Regions from separate parts of the Mus musculus genome. Here region 1 is linked to region 2. The links are chromatin contacts, called in public HiChIP or PLAC-seq maps. All regions are on one chromosome and are shown on one strand. Each heading gives the region's core, a stretch centred on a gene start, on an enhancer-like site or on the middle of the called end of the contact. The rest is flanking DNA. Distances are from core to core; before and after follow the strand shown. Region 1 overlaps Slc2a5 (solute carrier family 2 (facilitated glucose transporter), member 5). Region 2 holds the start of Gm13067 (a long non-coding RNA gene).

Region 1 (6,641 bases), core at 1,351-3,850, 110 kb after region 2:
GCTGTAGAATCACTGCCCAGCCGGCTGGATGTTCAAAACTGCCCCTGTGTTCAGTTAGCCATGCAGTGGATGACAGGCAGCTTCCCGAAGCTCCTCTGCCACCTGCGCTGGCCGCATAGCTCACCCGAGAAGGAAACAAACAGCCCAGCCGTGACTGGGGAGCGAAGGTCGCTGCGCTTTGCTTTCTCACAGTTCATGGGTTTGTTGTTTGTTGATCAACTCCTTGGCAAGAGGACTGAAGGCTTTCCCTGGCCAGAAGGAATGCAGACATTACAGTTGCTTCCCCATCCCACCTCCACCCCCTCCACGCCACGCCACGCCCCCTCCTCATGCCCCGCCCTGTCCCGCCCCAAATTAACTCTAGGGTCTTCCCACTTTGGTCTGCAGGGTCTGTCCCAGGAGAGTGGCATCCCTGTAATTTTAGACCTGGGGGCCTGAGACAGGCGGACCTCAAGTTTGAGGCTAACATGGGCTACATAACAAGACCCCTCCCCCCGAAAATATCCAAAGTAGAGATTGATTCTAGACACGTAAATGTACTTAATCCAGACACGCTTACCAGGATTTTGTACTTGTTCTCATTTTTGTCGTTGCTGTTATTTTTTTTTTACATTTACTTATTGAGTGTGTTTGTGTACGTGAGGGGCACACACCTGCCACAGCTTGTTTCGGAGGTCAGAGGATAACTGGCAGGAGTCAGCTCTCTCCTCCCACAGTGTGGGTCCCCGGGAGGGGGGCGGGATGAAAGTCAGGTTGTTGGGTTTTGTATTAAGAGCCTTTACACGTGGACCCTCTTTCTTTCCTGGCTCTCTCTCTCTCTCTCTCTCTCTCTCTCTCTCTCTCTCTCACTCTCTCTCTGTCTCCTTGTCTCTTTCTGTCTCTCTCTCTGTCTCTCTGTCTCTCTCTCTGTCCCTCTGTCTCTGTCTCTCTCTCAGCTAAACCACAAGCGTCCTTTTGTACTGGGGATGGAACCCAAAGCCCTGTGCACACTAGACACGCACTCTTCTCACCTCCCAGTGCCCCACCTATACTTTTTTTATATTTATTTTATTATTGAACTGGGGGAGGGGGCAGTTTGGGGGAGGTGTGTGCAGATGAGTGCAGGTGCCTGCAGAGAAGAGAAAGGCGGATGCAGTGGCTGGAGTTACAGGTGTTATGCACCTCCTGATGAGGGCGCTGGCAACGGAACTCCGGACCTCTGCAAGGGCAGCCAGTTCTCTTAACTGCTGAGCCACCTCTCTGGCCCTTGCATTTTTGTTTCTCGGGTTTTTTTTATATTTAGTTGTTTATCTCGTGGGGTGAAGCAATGTGCATCCCCCTCTTCTTCCGCCATGTGCATCCTGCAAACTGAACCCAGATCATGAGAGCTGGCAGCTGGTGCCTTTACCCACTGAGCCATCCCACCAGCCCCCAGTTTGTCTATTCCTAAAAGAGTCATATTTTGACATGATGGGAAATTTTACAAGATTACATAGCGGGCCGGGGGGGGGGGCGCTGGAGAGATGGCTCAGTTCAGTTTCTAGTACCCAGGTCGGGCAGCTCACAACCACCTGCCTATAAAATTCAGCTCCCAGGGAATCTGACATGTCTGTAAACACACCCACAAAACACACATGCCAAATCACATCACTAAAACAATAAATCTTTTTAAAACAGATTAAATAGTGGAGTTCAGAGTAGCCTCAGCATACATAAATCCCAGCAATGCATATATACAATATATATTAAAATTTGATATTTTTTACATTTTAAGCTTTTCTTCTGAGTTAATTGCCAATCAAAGCTTTTCTAAGACAGGGCACCCCTTTGTACCCTAGGCTGGCCTGGGTCTAACCTTCTGCCTGCTATGTGTGTTAGCTGCCTAAGGCAGGAGTTTATTGCCATGTGCTGTCCCCAGAAAGTAAGCCAGTGGGCAGGGCTATTGTGCCTTTCCATGACTGATTCTTTTCTCTCTGAGGGGAAGGAGAGGGGCGTGTCTAATCCTCTTCCCTCTATGACCTGGGCCAGTCAGGAGCAAGGATGTAGGGTCTGGCTGGGCTGCATCCCCAGGTAACACAGTCAAGAAGCGAATACTCCTGTCAGGAGCTTCGCCCATGTGATTTCTTTCCTTGATGTTTAAGGAACTAAGAAATAGAAGAGGTACTTACAAGGGCCGTTCATTCATTCATTCATTCATTCATTCATTCATTCATTCACTGTGTTACAGGAGGGTGTGTGTGAGAGGCAGGGTGAACAGGTGTGCACTTGTATGTGGAGGCCAGAGGTCCACCTCTCGGGGGTGCTTTTAGGAGCTCTCCCACAGTACTTACCAACGGAATTATCCCCATTTTAAGGGCTTGGTGGGGAGCAGGCTAGATAGTTCACCTGGCAAGGTACATTGAGTCTTCGAAGACACAGTTGGTTTCTACCAGACATTTTCTGTGTTCTTTATTTTATTTTATTTTATTTTAAAGATTTATTTATTATGCATACAGTATCCTGTCTGCATGTATGCCTGCACACCAGAAGAGGGCACCAGATCTCACTATAGATTGTTGTGAGTCACCTCGGGCCCTCTGGAAGAGCAACCAGTGCTTTTAACCTCTGAGTCAGCCCTCCAGCCTTCCTGGTTGTATTCTTACTGTGACTCTCCTTCCAGGTATCTCTTCCAACGTGGTCCCTATGTACTTAGGGGAGCTGGCCCCGAAAAACCTACGAGGGGCTCTGGGAGTGGTCCCGCAACTCTTCATCACTGTCGGCATCCTTGTGGCCCAGCTGTTTGGCCTTCGGAGTCTCTTGGCAAATGAGGATGGTGAGAAGAGGCCCCAGCCCCCAGCCCCCTCTCCCCAAAGCTGCTACCTAGCACCATTACTGGAAGCTTCTGCCCTCTGACTTCCCTGTTATGTCCAGTGGAGACTGTCCTTTGTCCACTCGGCTGTTCTGGAGCTAGCCACACGGGTTTTGCCTGAACAAGCATGCGGTGACAGCTCCTTCTAGAAGACAGCAAGGCTTCTCAACTTAACAGGAAGGGTCTGTTTCCCCTGAGCTGCTAAGTGACTGTCCGCACTCTCAGACGTGGCATCATTGCCTCCTCTTTCTCAGTCTCAGGACACTTTACCCCACCCCACCACCCCACCCCCACCTCCACCCCCGTGTTGAGATAAGGTCTCATTTAAGCCAGGCTGGCCTCAAACTCATGTGGTAGTCAGAGTGTCCTTGAACAGATGATCCTCCTGCCGCCACCAACAAGCCCTGAGATTACAGGCAGGCAAGACCGCCGATGTTTTATGCAGTGCTGGAGATCTGTGCAGATGCTAGGCAAACCCTCTCCCAACTGGGCCCAGCCCTGCCCCCATCACTTCTCTTTTATTTCCTTCCTCCCTGTCTTTCTTTTTGAGCCTTAAGCCTCTGGAAGGGAGGCCGGCTGCAATGCTCATGCCTGCCGTGGCCTGGGCGCCATGTCTTCTGTAATAGCGCATCTGTTTCTCTCAGCGGCCTCAGGAGGTCATGTACTTTAAACATACCCACTTTACAGATACAGAACCCGAAACTCAGCAGATTGAAACATGTGCAAAGTCCTGTTAAGATTCAGACCCTGTAGCCTGAGCCTGGCTGGCTCTGTGTCGAGTTGCCATGCTCCCCTGTCTTCTTGTCCCTACACGTGTCCAGGACCCCTCCATCAAGGTGCTACATTATCCCTAGGAGCTGGGACCTAAAATCAATGGACTGGGGTTGAGTCTCAGGGAGCCCCAGGCAACAGGAGCAGACTCTCTGCTACATCGCCCTGTGCAGGAGGGCAGGAGCGGTTCTGTCCTGAAGAGAACATTCTAGGCCTGGGCAGAGGAGACAAAAATGTCGAAATCCTTTGAGCCTTTAGGGAACTGAAAGGGATGGCAATGTTAGACCTCCACCCTTGTCTGTGACTTTCCTGCAGTGCAAGGCTGCAGTTTAACCGTGCCCATTTTAGAGCCCTCAGTGTGAGCCCTGGCTTAGGACAGCTGCTCCGCTATAACAGAGCTGGCCAGCAGGTGGCGCAGTGAGAGGAGGCGCAAGAAGAAGGCACCCGCGATTAAGGCTGCACAGTGGTCAGGGTTGAGAAGTGGGATCTGAGTTAGTGTCTGGTGACCATTGGTGCCTTGGTGAGGAGAGCTACAGTGTAGGGGGCTAGACGGAGGGGCCCAGGGGCTGGTGACCGTGACTCGAATGGGAGACAGCAGTACTTGTCACAGACAGGGCACGGGAGATAGGCACAGGGTCCCACGATGATCTAGGGCCCAGTTCTGATCAAGGGGCAGCAGGAGGTGGAAGGACATTGCTCCAGCCTAGAAAGTGGTGGTTCATCCAGGAGCCAAACTTGACGTTGGGTGATACTCATATTCTAGGTGAAATTAGGTCATTTTTTTTTTGGCCAGGAGGAGTGGATTATGAGATGGAGTGAAAGTTCAGAGGTTCACGTGTATCTCGAGGAAGATTCCAGCTAAATGAGGGTATCCCTGGCCTGTCTCTTTTTTACTGAATCAACTACAAAAGACCAGGGAAGTTGGACATAGTGGTGCATGGCTGTAATCCTGGGGCTCAGAAGGTAAAGGAAAGAGACTGAGGGACGTAGAGTCAGCCTGAGACACACAGTAGGTCTGAGGCCAGCCTGAGTTACATTCTATTTTCTTAAAAAAAAAAAAAAAAAAAAAAAAAAGCCAAGATGGTTCAGTATGTTGTTGCCAAATCGGATGATCTGAGGACCCACACGGTAGAGAGGAAAGTGATGTCACAAGTTGTCTCTGCTCGGTGCATGATCTCTGTGGTACTCCTTTCCCTCCCCATCCCCCTCCCCCTCCCCCTCACCCCTCCCCCCTCCCCATCTCCTTCCCTCTCTCTTTCTTCCTCTCTTTCTCTTTCTCCCTCCCTCCCTTTCTCTCTCCCCTCCCTCCTCTCTCTTTTCTTTCTCCCTCTTTTACACACACATATATCATAAAATAAATAGGTAAATTAATACAAATGTAAAAACTCAAAACCCGAACTGCATGTACTCTGGCCATCATGGTGTACGTACATCAGAAATCCCAGCCCTCAGGAGACCGAGACAGGAAGACCAAGCTCTGGGCCAGCCTGGACTACATGAGACCTATATCTTATTCAACAGCTGTCAGGTGATTATAACCTCCTTAAATTGGATGGGCAAGGTCAACCATGTAATCACAAGCACGATTCAGCCTGTGTGCATACAGTTTTGCTCCCAAAGGACTAAATGCTCTCAGCAAGGGGCCCAGACTCTGCCTGTGTAAAATGGGGCTGGACTGGATCCACCCCCTAAGAGGGTGTGAGCTCCTTTGTGATTGGCTGGTTGGTGGCTGGCACACACACATGCCTATGACGTCACTGGCCCTGAGCACAGGAGAAAAGGCAAGAGAGCCAGAGATGACTCAAGCAGGGGGCAGAACTGCTCATTTGTCTTGGTAGGCACTTATTCCATTTTTTTATGCAAATGGGCGTTTTGCCTACATGTCTGTCTGTCTGTGCACCACGTGGATGCCTGGTGCCTGTCGAGTCCGGAAGAGGCCATGAAATTCCCTTAGAAGGTGGCCGTGAGCCACTGTCCGAGTGCTAGAAACTGCATCCAGATTCATAGCCGCTGCAAGAGCAGCAAATGCCCTTAGCCTCTGAGCCATCCACCCAGCTCGATCTATAGCTATTTTTATTGTGAACACATCACGCTTGATTCCCAGTAAACATGAAGAAAGACAAAGAAACCAGATGCTCCGAGACCACTCCCCAGGTCAAGAGAGAGCTGCATGTGAACCCCTCAGCAGCCCCTCCCTTCCCCGAGGGCAATCCCTGTGCTGACCTGAACCCCCGTCATCGTCTTGCTTTGGGTTCAGGCTCATCACCATTGGAGATGGTAGGGTGGATTTTTCACCAGCTTTTGAAACTGATGTAAGGGCATTCACTAGATATTGAGTGTTTACACTCCATATCACGCTGGACAGATCTGTCCAAGCCATCGCTGATTGCCTCGGTATTCAGTTACATCCTAGGGTCACGGGATGACTACTGTGTCCTCTCTGTGGAATATAATGGACGTTTGCGTTACCGTTGCTCTTGTTTCTGAGTTTATCAGCACTGCTCGGACCACTCCAGTTTAGGTGTCCTTGTGACCCACACAAGCGTCTCTGGACATATATATACCTGGGGTGGGATGACAGGGTCGGTCTCAGCATGCTCCAGCCGGCTGGTCTCTAAAGGACAACGTGGGTCTGTATAATGGCACACGGAGACCTGCCATTTGCCCATGTCCGTGCCCACATTTGGCACTACCAGATGTTCTTGTTTGCCCAGCACCTCGGTGTGCCATGGTTAGTCATGCCTCAGCTACTGTGTAAATAGCCACCAGACGTCCACGGAAATAGTCACACTTAGTCCCCACAGAGCCCTCATTCCCCCCCTCCGGGCGATGGCTCAGAGTGCCTGCCACCGTTCAGAGTGGAGAAAAAGGTCTCTACTTCTTCCGTGCTTCTGTGACCTTAAGCCCTTGCTTGCAGGCTGGCCAGTTCTCCTGGGTCTAACTGGAGTCCCCGCAGGCCTTCAGCTCCTCCTCCTCCCGTTCTTTCCCGAGAGCCCCCGCTACCTGCTGATCCAGAAGAAAGATGAAGCAGCTGCTGAGAGAG
Region 2 (7,423 bases), core at 2,207-4,706:
TAGACTAAGGGGGGAGGGGTCATGACTTTGGGGTTGCAGCTCCTCTGTGGGACTGAGGCAAGGGCCAGGACTTTTAGGGCCCAGCCTTAGATTCCATCCAAGGGTCACGGGGGCCATTTTTTTTTCAGACCAGGCGCAGGGAAGGTGAGACTGCTTTCTTTTGGACCCTGTGGGTTCCACTTGTTCCGTGCAGCAGCTATGGGCAACAGCTTTAAAAATGTCTGCCAGAGGTTCTTCTCACCTCTGCAATTAGCACAGCTAGCACTCGAATCAATGAGGGCTCCTGTTCACACTTCCTGCCTCACCTCCACCTGCTTTCCGCAGACAGCGCTCCAAAGTTGTCCTGCGTTCCTTAGTGCCGTGGGGATTCCTTCAAGCACCAGAGTGTCCTGGAACTTAGAACAGGGACGTGGGTCCATGCGCGGGCTCGTGCAGGGAGAGCTTAAGTCTACAAGTCAGAAGAGAAGCATCCTGGGGACTGATTGAGTGGGCTCTGGGGAAGAAGCGTTTTAGGGACCTCCTCAGCCCTTCCTTCCTTCAGCCCTCCTCTCTCTCTCTCTCTCTCTCTCTCTCTCTCTCTCTCTCTCTCTCTCTCTCTCTCTCAGATCTTTATGAAGAACTGAAGCTGCCAGGTTGATTGGCAAATCTATATTTAGCTTTAAAACGAACGCATTGTTTATTAATGTCTGTGTGTATGCTTGCATGAATTTATGTGCACCATATATTGCTGGTGTTGATGGAGGACTGAAGACAGTGTGGGATCCCCTGGAACTGGAGCTATAGGCAGCTGTAAACTGGGTGCTGGGAATGGAGCCTGGGTCCTCTGCAAAAGCAGAAAGTGCTCTGAAACACATAGATTTACCTTTTAAAAGCCCCCATAGCTGGTTTCTACCATAGCTACATCCTATAACTGCCATACCATCGATGTCCCAAGCTCCCACTTCTCCTATATATCCTTGCCAACACTTGTTATTTTCTTTTTTTTGCTTTCTCCCATTTGGTGCTGGGAATCAAGCCTAGAACCTTGCATGTGCTAGGTGAGCCCCTGCCACTGAGATGCATCCCCAGAGCTGGGTCCAATGATGCACATCTGTGATTCCAGCCCTCAGTAGGCTGAGGCAGGATATATGCAAGTTCCAGGCTAGCCTGGGCTACATAGCAAGACCCTGTCTCAAAGGAGAAAAAAACAAAAAAACAAAAAACAGATCTGGGTGTTTGGGGTGTGCATCTCAATGGAAAAGGACTGCTTAGCTACACCAAACCTTGGATTTAATCCTAACATCAAATAATAATAATGATGATAATAATAATAACAACAACTATAATAAACACAATACTATAATTATATATTATAATAAAGCTATAATAAATAAAAACACTTATTATTATTATTATTTTAATAGTTTTGAGTCATGCAAAATCTAAAAGGTGACAAGGTCTCCCAGTCACCCTCCTTCCTCTCAGTTCCACAGGATGGGCGTGGTCCTTAACCGCCCTGATTAAGAAGGGGCCTCCTCTGAGTGAGCAAACGCAGTACTGACCCTCTTGTCCCGCACCTTAGTCCTGCCCTCATGCCGGCCATTTCCTAGGCTCAGGCCGAGGTTGGTGGTTCACAAGACCCGGAAGCCTACTATTCAAGGAATTCTGTGTTCTCTTTAAAAACAGCCTTTTAATTAGATCCTAGTTATAAAAAGATTCAGTCTTTTCTCTTTACTCTTCTGTTGTTTGAGATTGTGCCCGAGGTGCCTGAGAATAGCTGCGAGCAGAAGTCAGCAGACGTGGCGCACGCCTTTAATCCCAGCACTCGGGAGGCAGAGGCAGGTGGATTTCTGAGTTCAAGACCAGCCTGGTCTACAAAGTGAGTGCCAGGACAGCCAGGGCTGCACAGAGAAACCCTGTCTCGAAAAAACCAAAAAAAAAAAAAAAAGAAAGAAAGAAAAAGAAAAAGAAAACCCAGCCCACACTCCCCTGGAAGGTCAGCATTCCTCACCTACTTGGTGGCCCCTCAGCCCACTCCCCACCCCTCTCCCTAATGACAGCCCCTTGACAGCCCCTTGATTTCATTCTGTGTGGCAATGTTAAGAGTTCTGCTGCTCTATTCCCAAGCTTCTTTTGCAGCTGAGTGTGTCGGGTGTCTGAGCTCTGCCCTCCAAAGCCGATCAGGTAGAGTGATGCAGAGTTGATCAGGTAGAGTGACATGACGCAGAGGTTTTGACTTTCCCCGCATGTTTGCCTTTTCTTTGTCTCTTCTTTGAGAGGCTGGTGGGACAGATGACACACCAGTCTCTCTTTTGCCTCAGGTTAAGGATGGTAGATCAGAAAAGCGGATGAGCCACCATAAGTACCAAGGACCTCTATAATATATATATTTTTAATTAAAAAGAAAAAAAAAAGCAAATGTATGTGTTTATTTGGGAACCAGGAATCAGGGACTGCACACATGCCAGTCATACAGGTCTGGAGGTCAGAGGTCAACTTGCAGGAGTGGGTTCTTTCCTTCTGCCCTGTGAGTCTTGGGGATGACATTGGGTGGTTTGCAGCAAGCTCCTTTTTCTCCTGAGCCATCTCACTGGGCTTTTTTTTTTTTAAGATTTATTTATTATTATATCTAAGTACACTGTAGCTGTCTTCAGATGCACCAGAAAAGGGTGTCAGATCTCATTACAGATGGTTGTGAGCCACCATGTGGTTGCTGGGATTTGAACTCAGGACCTTCAGAAGAGCAGTCAGTGCTTTTAACCACTGAGCCATCTCTCCAGCCCCCTCACTGGGTTTTTAAGTGAAAGAGAAATGAGCTCGTTTTTTTTCTGAAAACTTCCTTCATCCATGGGGTCCCTAACCCTAAGTGCCCAACCTGCAGACCAACTTCCAAGAGATATCTTTGTTCAAAGGATGTCCTTAGGATAGGCCTGGTCCGCTCACCATTCTTGTACAAAGAGACTCGGACAGACAGGAACATTCGCGGGGTACTCAAGAAGAAGACTCTACCTTCAAGCCAGCAGAACAGCCTCATCTGCACTTCCTCTTGCACTCCCAACCCCAGAACTGTGAAACGGGTAGATTCTACTGTCTCAGCCATCCAGCCTGGAGTGCTCTGATACAGCGGCAGACACAGACAAACACGGGCATCGGGGTAAAAGATGGTAGGACACCAGAAGCCGGCCAGCCGGGAAGTAGTCGTGGTAAGTCTATGAGTGGTTGCTATCATTTGTTGAGGGGTATATCTCTCGGACTAGATGGTTTCCCATGAAGAATCTCCACAGCTCTGTCTACACAGGGCACCATCCTCTGTCTACACAGGGTACCACCCCACTAAGAAACCTCTATCTACACAGGGTACCATCCCACTAAGAAGAGCCAGAGCCAGGCATGAACCAGAGAGCCAGGGAACCCCAGACAGCAGCAAGTGCCAGGCTGCAGAGACTGTGGCAAAAGGTGTGAGGAGCAGAGATATGGAAGGAAGCCCTTGTGGGGAGGGGCAGAACTGTTGGCTGAGAGTGCGAAGGCTAGGAGGTCTTGCAGCCTTTGGCCTTGTTGAGGCCTTCCTTTTATCTTAAGCCAAGGGCCCATTTTGAAGGAATTTGGGGCTGTAGAGGTGGGGGCTGCAGGAGCCAACACTCCCAGCCTGTGCCAGAGGACACGGCAGGGGAAACTTCTGCGTCTGTGTCCAGCAACTGTGACACGGAGTTGTAAAAAGCAGCTTCCTCTCCTCTCGCGGTGACCCACGAGAATTTTGCGAGCAGTGTGAAGACACAGATTTGCCTAGAAATGAACAGTTTGACCCAGCCTCAGAGAAAAAACCAGAAGGCTTCTTCTCCATTTATTCACAGGTGCTGTGGGGCCCTATGTTACTCCTGGTTGTTGCTGGGGGCTTAGGAGGAATGACACAACTGTCCTATGGCAGGGAGACAGGAAGACAACCTGCCAGCAAAAGGCGGGTTCGGGGGACATTTTGGTGCAGATGAAGAAATGCAGGCACATGCGCAAAGAGGCCCTCAAGGGCCCTGGAAGTCTGCCCTGTGATAAAAATAACTTCCATTTGGCTACTGGGGCCTGAAGATGCACCCACCATTCCTTTTGTAGTTAAAATGTCTTTGTTCTTCTGTTAAGCACAGACCCCCTTGGGAAGACCGTTCCCAGAAGCCTGCTACCTCCCAACCTCTTAACAGAACAGTTTAACAAGCAAGGGAATGCCAGCTACACTTTAGTTGTGTTGGAGACAAGAGAGACAGCAGCAAAGACTCTGTGGGCAGAACTGCTTTCTTCTCCGTACATGGCATCTGTTTAATACAAACAATGAGCCAATGGGGAACCCCAAAGATGCAGGCGCAAGATGGCCTGTCTGCTCCTTGGGCATGCATGGTTCTGCCTGAGCATGTATAGTGGTCCAGAGCGGGGTGTGAACACTGGGTTATGGTGGAAGGGGTCTCATCAAGGGTGCGTGCATTTGGCTTTGTCACCCCCACGTCCTCGGAGCAGAAGGATCTCCACGTGTGGCCGTCAACATAAAGGACCTAAGAGATCCTGAAGGAGAAGACCTTCATCTTCTGCTGGCACTACCATCTTGGTCCCCTTTCTAGTGACGGTCTTTTTGTATTAGTGACGGGAAAGCCGTGATCCACGTCGCTCTTTCCACTCCCAATGCAGACGCGTGGTAATCCACAGGCCAGGGGACTTTAAATGATTTGCTGAAGAGAATCTCCTAAATCCAGTAGCCATCCTAGCTTCCAATGACCCTAGCCCCAGGCTCCAGGATAGAGAGAGTCTGCCTCATCCTTAAACAGGAAACACGCCGCCTTGACCCTGGAGGTGTGTTTGAGAGCAACCTCCAGCCAGAACATCACATGACTTTAACCTAGTTTTCTCCCTATGTTACAGAAAATAAAAGAAAGGGTGACATCAGTGCCTGCCAGCACCCTTGCAGGGAGCTCGACCATGGCTGCCTCGGACCCCTGTGTGCACATCCCTCCTCTCTTGCTGGCCTAGGCAAGTTTGTCTTCCTATCAAAGTGTAAGTTGATGGAATTGTTTTTGAGGAATAAAAGTGGGGAGGAGGAAGAGAAGGAGGAGGAGGAGGAGGAGGAAGAAGAAGAGGCAGAAAAGGAGATTGTGACCAGCACAGAGCACACGTCCAAAATGCCCGAGGAAGGACGCACGTCAGAGGTGGCTGAAAACTATCACCAGAAAGTTGAGTCAGGAGCACTGGCAGCTCGAACATGGTAAAGCAGAAGTGTGGGTAAGAGCCAGATGGCCTCAAGCCTGCCGCTAATACCTATGCGACACAAGCCTCTTTGTGCCTTAGTTTCCCTTTAGTGTCAAGATGTGCCCTGTGTTGTAGGAGTCAATACCAGAAGCACAAGAGAGGCCAGCATGTGGTTTCACCAGTGGGGTCACCATTGTCACTACCCTGGTGACAATGGTGAAGGGCTGCTCCATTTCGCTGCCATTGTTCTGAGGGGGAAAGAAATCATTGCAAGGTGCAGAGAGATACATTCTGGCCAGGCCAAGAGAGGTCTAACTGGGATCTGTGAGTGTCTCCTGGCTTGGGAAAAATGGTCTTCGCAGCTATAATTGAGATGAGGACCGAGAGGGGCTGGAGAGATGGCTCAGTGGTTAGAAGCACTTAATGATCTTGTAGAAGAACTGGGTTCTGTTCCGAGATCCTAGTTGGTGGCTCACAACTGCCTATAACCCAACATCCAGGGGATCCGATGTCCTCTTCTGACTTCTGGGAGTTCCTCGTGCATATGGTATACATAACTCATGCAAGGATGCACACATACACGCAAAAATGATAACTTTTAAATGAAAGACCTAGCAAAGGAATCTTGGGTTGAGGTAGCCTTGAACCTCTATTATAAAAGGAAAGGGGTGGGGACTCAGAAAGGAGAATATCACCCTCATATAGATAAGGCAGGAGGGCCCCAGAGTTGAAGAGAAGCTGGATCTACCTCAGTCTGCTCACAACTCCCAAGATAAGCTTTCCTGCCCACCCCTCCATTTAGACTTTGGCCCCTGGGTATGGGAGGATGTATGTGATGTATGCCTCCATGTTTGAGGTCAATCTTAGGGAAGCCTAAGGAATCCCATGTAGGTGGGCAACGTTGTGGGTTTCGCCCGTGGTGGACACTAAGGAAGCGCTGCTTTAGATCAGCATGTGTCTGCCCCTCAGTCATAGGGTGGATGCTTGAATCTTCTGCTTCCAGAGAGTTTGTGTTCTTGGCTTGGATTTGCATGTACCTGATCATATCATTTCCTGGGGTAATCTGTGTAGCACACATAAGAAGGAAGCATGCAAGGTCATCTGAGGTCACAGCCAGGGCAGGTCACTCACTCTCAGGGTCTGATGATGGGAGCAGCAAGAACCTTACAGGACCAAGGACCCCAAGTGACCTTGAGGGAGCCCTGGCAAGTCTTGGGTTTCCCACCCACCTAGGGGAAAGATTTGGCTATATACTTTCTGGGGTCTCTTCTGCTATGACATCTCAGGGGTCTCTGCAGCTCCCTTCCTCTCAGACAAGGAAGGGAAGCAGAGGAAGAGGAGGGTGTATCGTCTGGCCGTGGGTGGTCCTGGGCTGTGTCCGCCAGCAGAGTGCACGCTGTACGAACTGTGCAAGCTAGGAAGGTGGGCAAGGGTGCCCGTTGGCCATGGTGCACTGCAGTAGCATGGCTGTATCCCAGGCAGGACGCAGACTGCAGGCTGCAGAGGCGCCCCTCCTGGTCTCTTCCCTCAGGACTGAAGCGGACAGGACTCGGAGTTGGTGCAGTTGTTTCTACTGAGCAGGCTTTTTAAAGGGGGTGGGGGGAGTTATACTTTTCCTTCCCGAGTGTATGCATGTGTGTGCATGTGTGCACATGCACGTATGCAGACATCCACACATAATCACTTTCTCCTTCACTGTCCTTTCTCATACTCTTGAGTTTATAATAAATGTAAAACCTGAGAATACCTTCTTCCCCCTCACCCTCTGCCATCTCTCCGCGTGTCTGTTCTGAGCATTCCCCTGTGGATTAGAGCAGAATGAGCTATTTAACCATATCTGCATTTAAAGTGCATTTTCTCCTGGAACTTTCTCAATTAAATCCTTGCCTCAATCTTAGATGATATTGACTCACACGGAGGCAGGAGCACAAACTTCAGGAGCCAAAGACACCTCAGGGTAAAAGTGACACTTAGTGCCCTCCCTCCACATCTCTTGTGCACACGCGGTTTGAAATATTTTTTCTTTTTAGCGACAATACAAAAGCAGGTGCTTCCCGGACTGTCTGGTGGGCAGAGAGGAGCCGGCTTCTTTCCCCTCTGGGAGAAAGCACCGAGGGCCACCTGTCACTGTCACCTTTGCCTCTGGCTCTGAACACAAAGCTTCAGGAGTCCAAAGAGTCTTCCACCCTCCCTCCTCTTCATCATCTCCAGGTAAGCAAGT

Evidence for each region. HiChIP or PLAC-seq counts read pairs in DNA pulled down with a chosen protein or histone mark.
Region 1: an H3K27ac HiChIP or PLAC-seq map of microglia shows a contact between it and region 2, with 4 times the contacts expected there. The contact joins two enhancer-like sites. A contact is called at or near these places in 3 of 39 promoter capture datasets (hippocampal neurons, liver and trophoblast stem cells), 3 of 484 Hi-C or Micro-C datasets (3T3-L1-derived adipocytes, embryonic stem cells and liver), 3 of 115 datasets of contacts at active chromatin or transcription factors (embryonic forebrain, embryonic stem cells and microglia) and 3 of 9 other capture datasets (adipose tissue, liver and pancreatic islet).

The regions. Positions count from the first base shown.
Region 1 is chr4:150,132,906-150,139,546 of GRCm38.p6, forward strand. Slc2a5 (solute carrier family 2 (facilitated glucose transporter), member 5) reads left to right here. Exons shown (of 14, transcript NM_019741.3): 7 at 2,639-2,791; 8 at 6,516-6,641. Among named protein-coding and RNA genes, the nearest start is that of Slc2a7, 13 kb to the right of the region's middle. Within about 2 kb of position 2,601, at least 32 of the 459 cell types and tissues checked have an H3K27ac peak or open chromatin away from gene starts, as enhancers often do. A contact at or near this core is called in microglia, where this site is marked.
Region 2 is chr4:150,022,220-150,029,642 of GRCm38.p6, forward strand. It overlaps Gm13067 (a long non-coding RNA gene), which reads left to right and starts at 7,186. Exons shown (of 7, transcript XR_390962.2): 1 at 7,186-7,413. Within about 2 kb of position 3,457, at least 3 of the 459 cell types and tissues checked have an H3K27ac peak or open chromatin away from gene starts, as enhancers often do. A contact at or near this core is called in microglia, where this site is marked.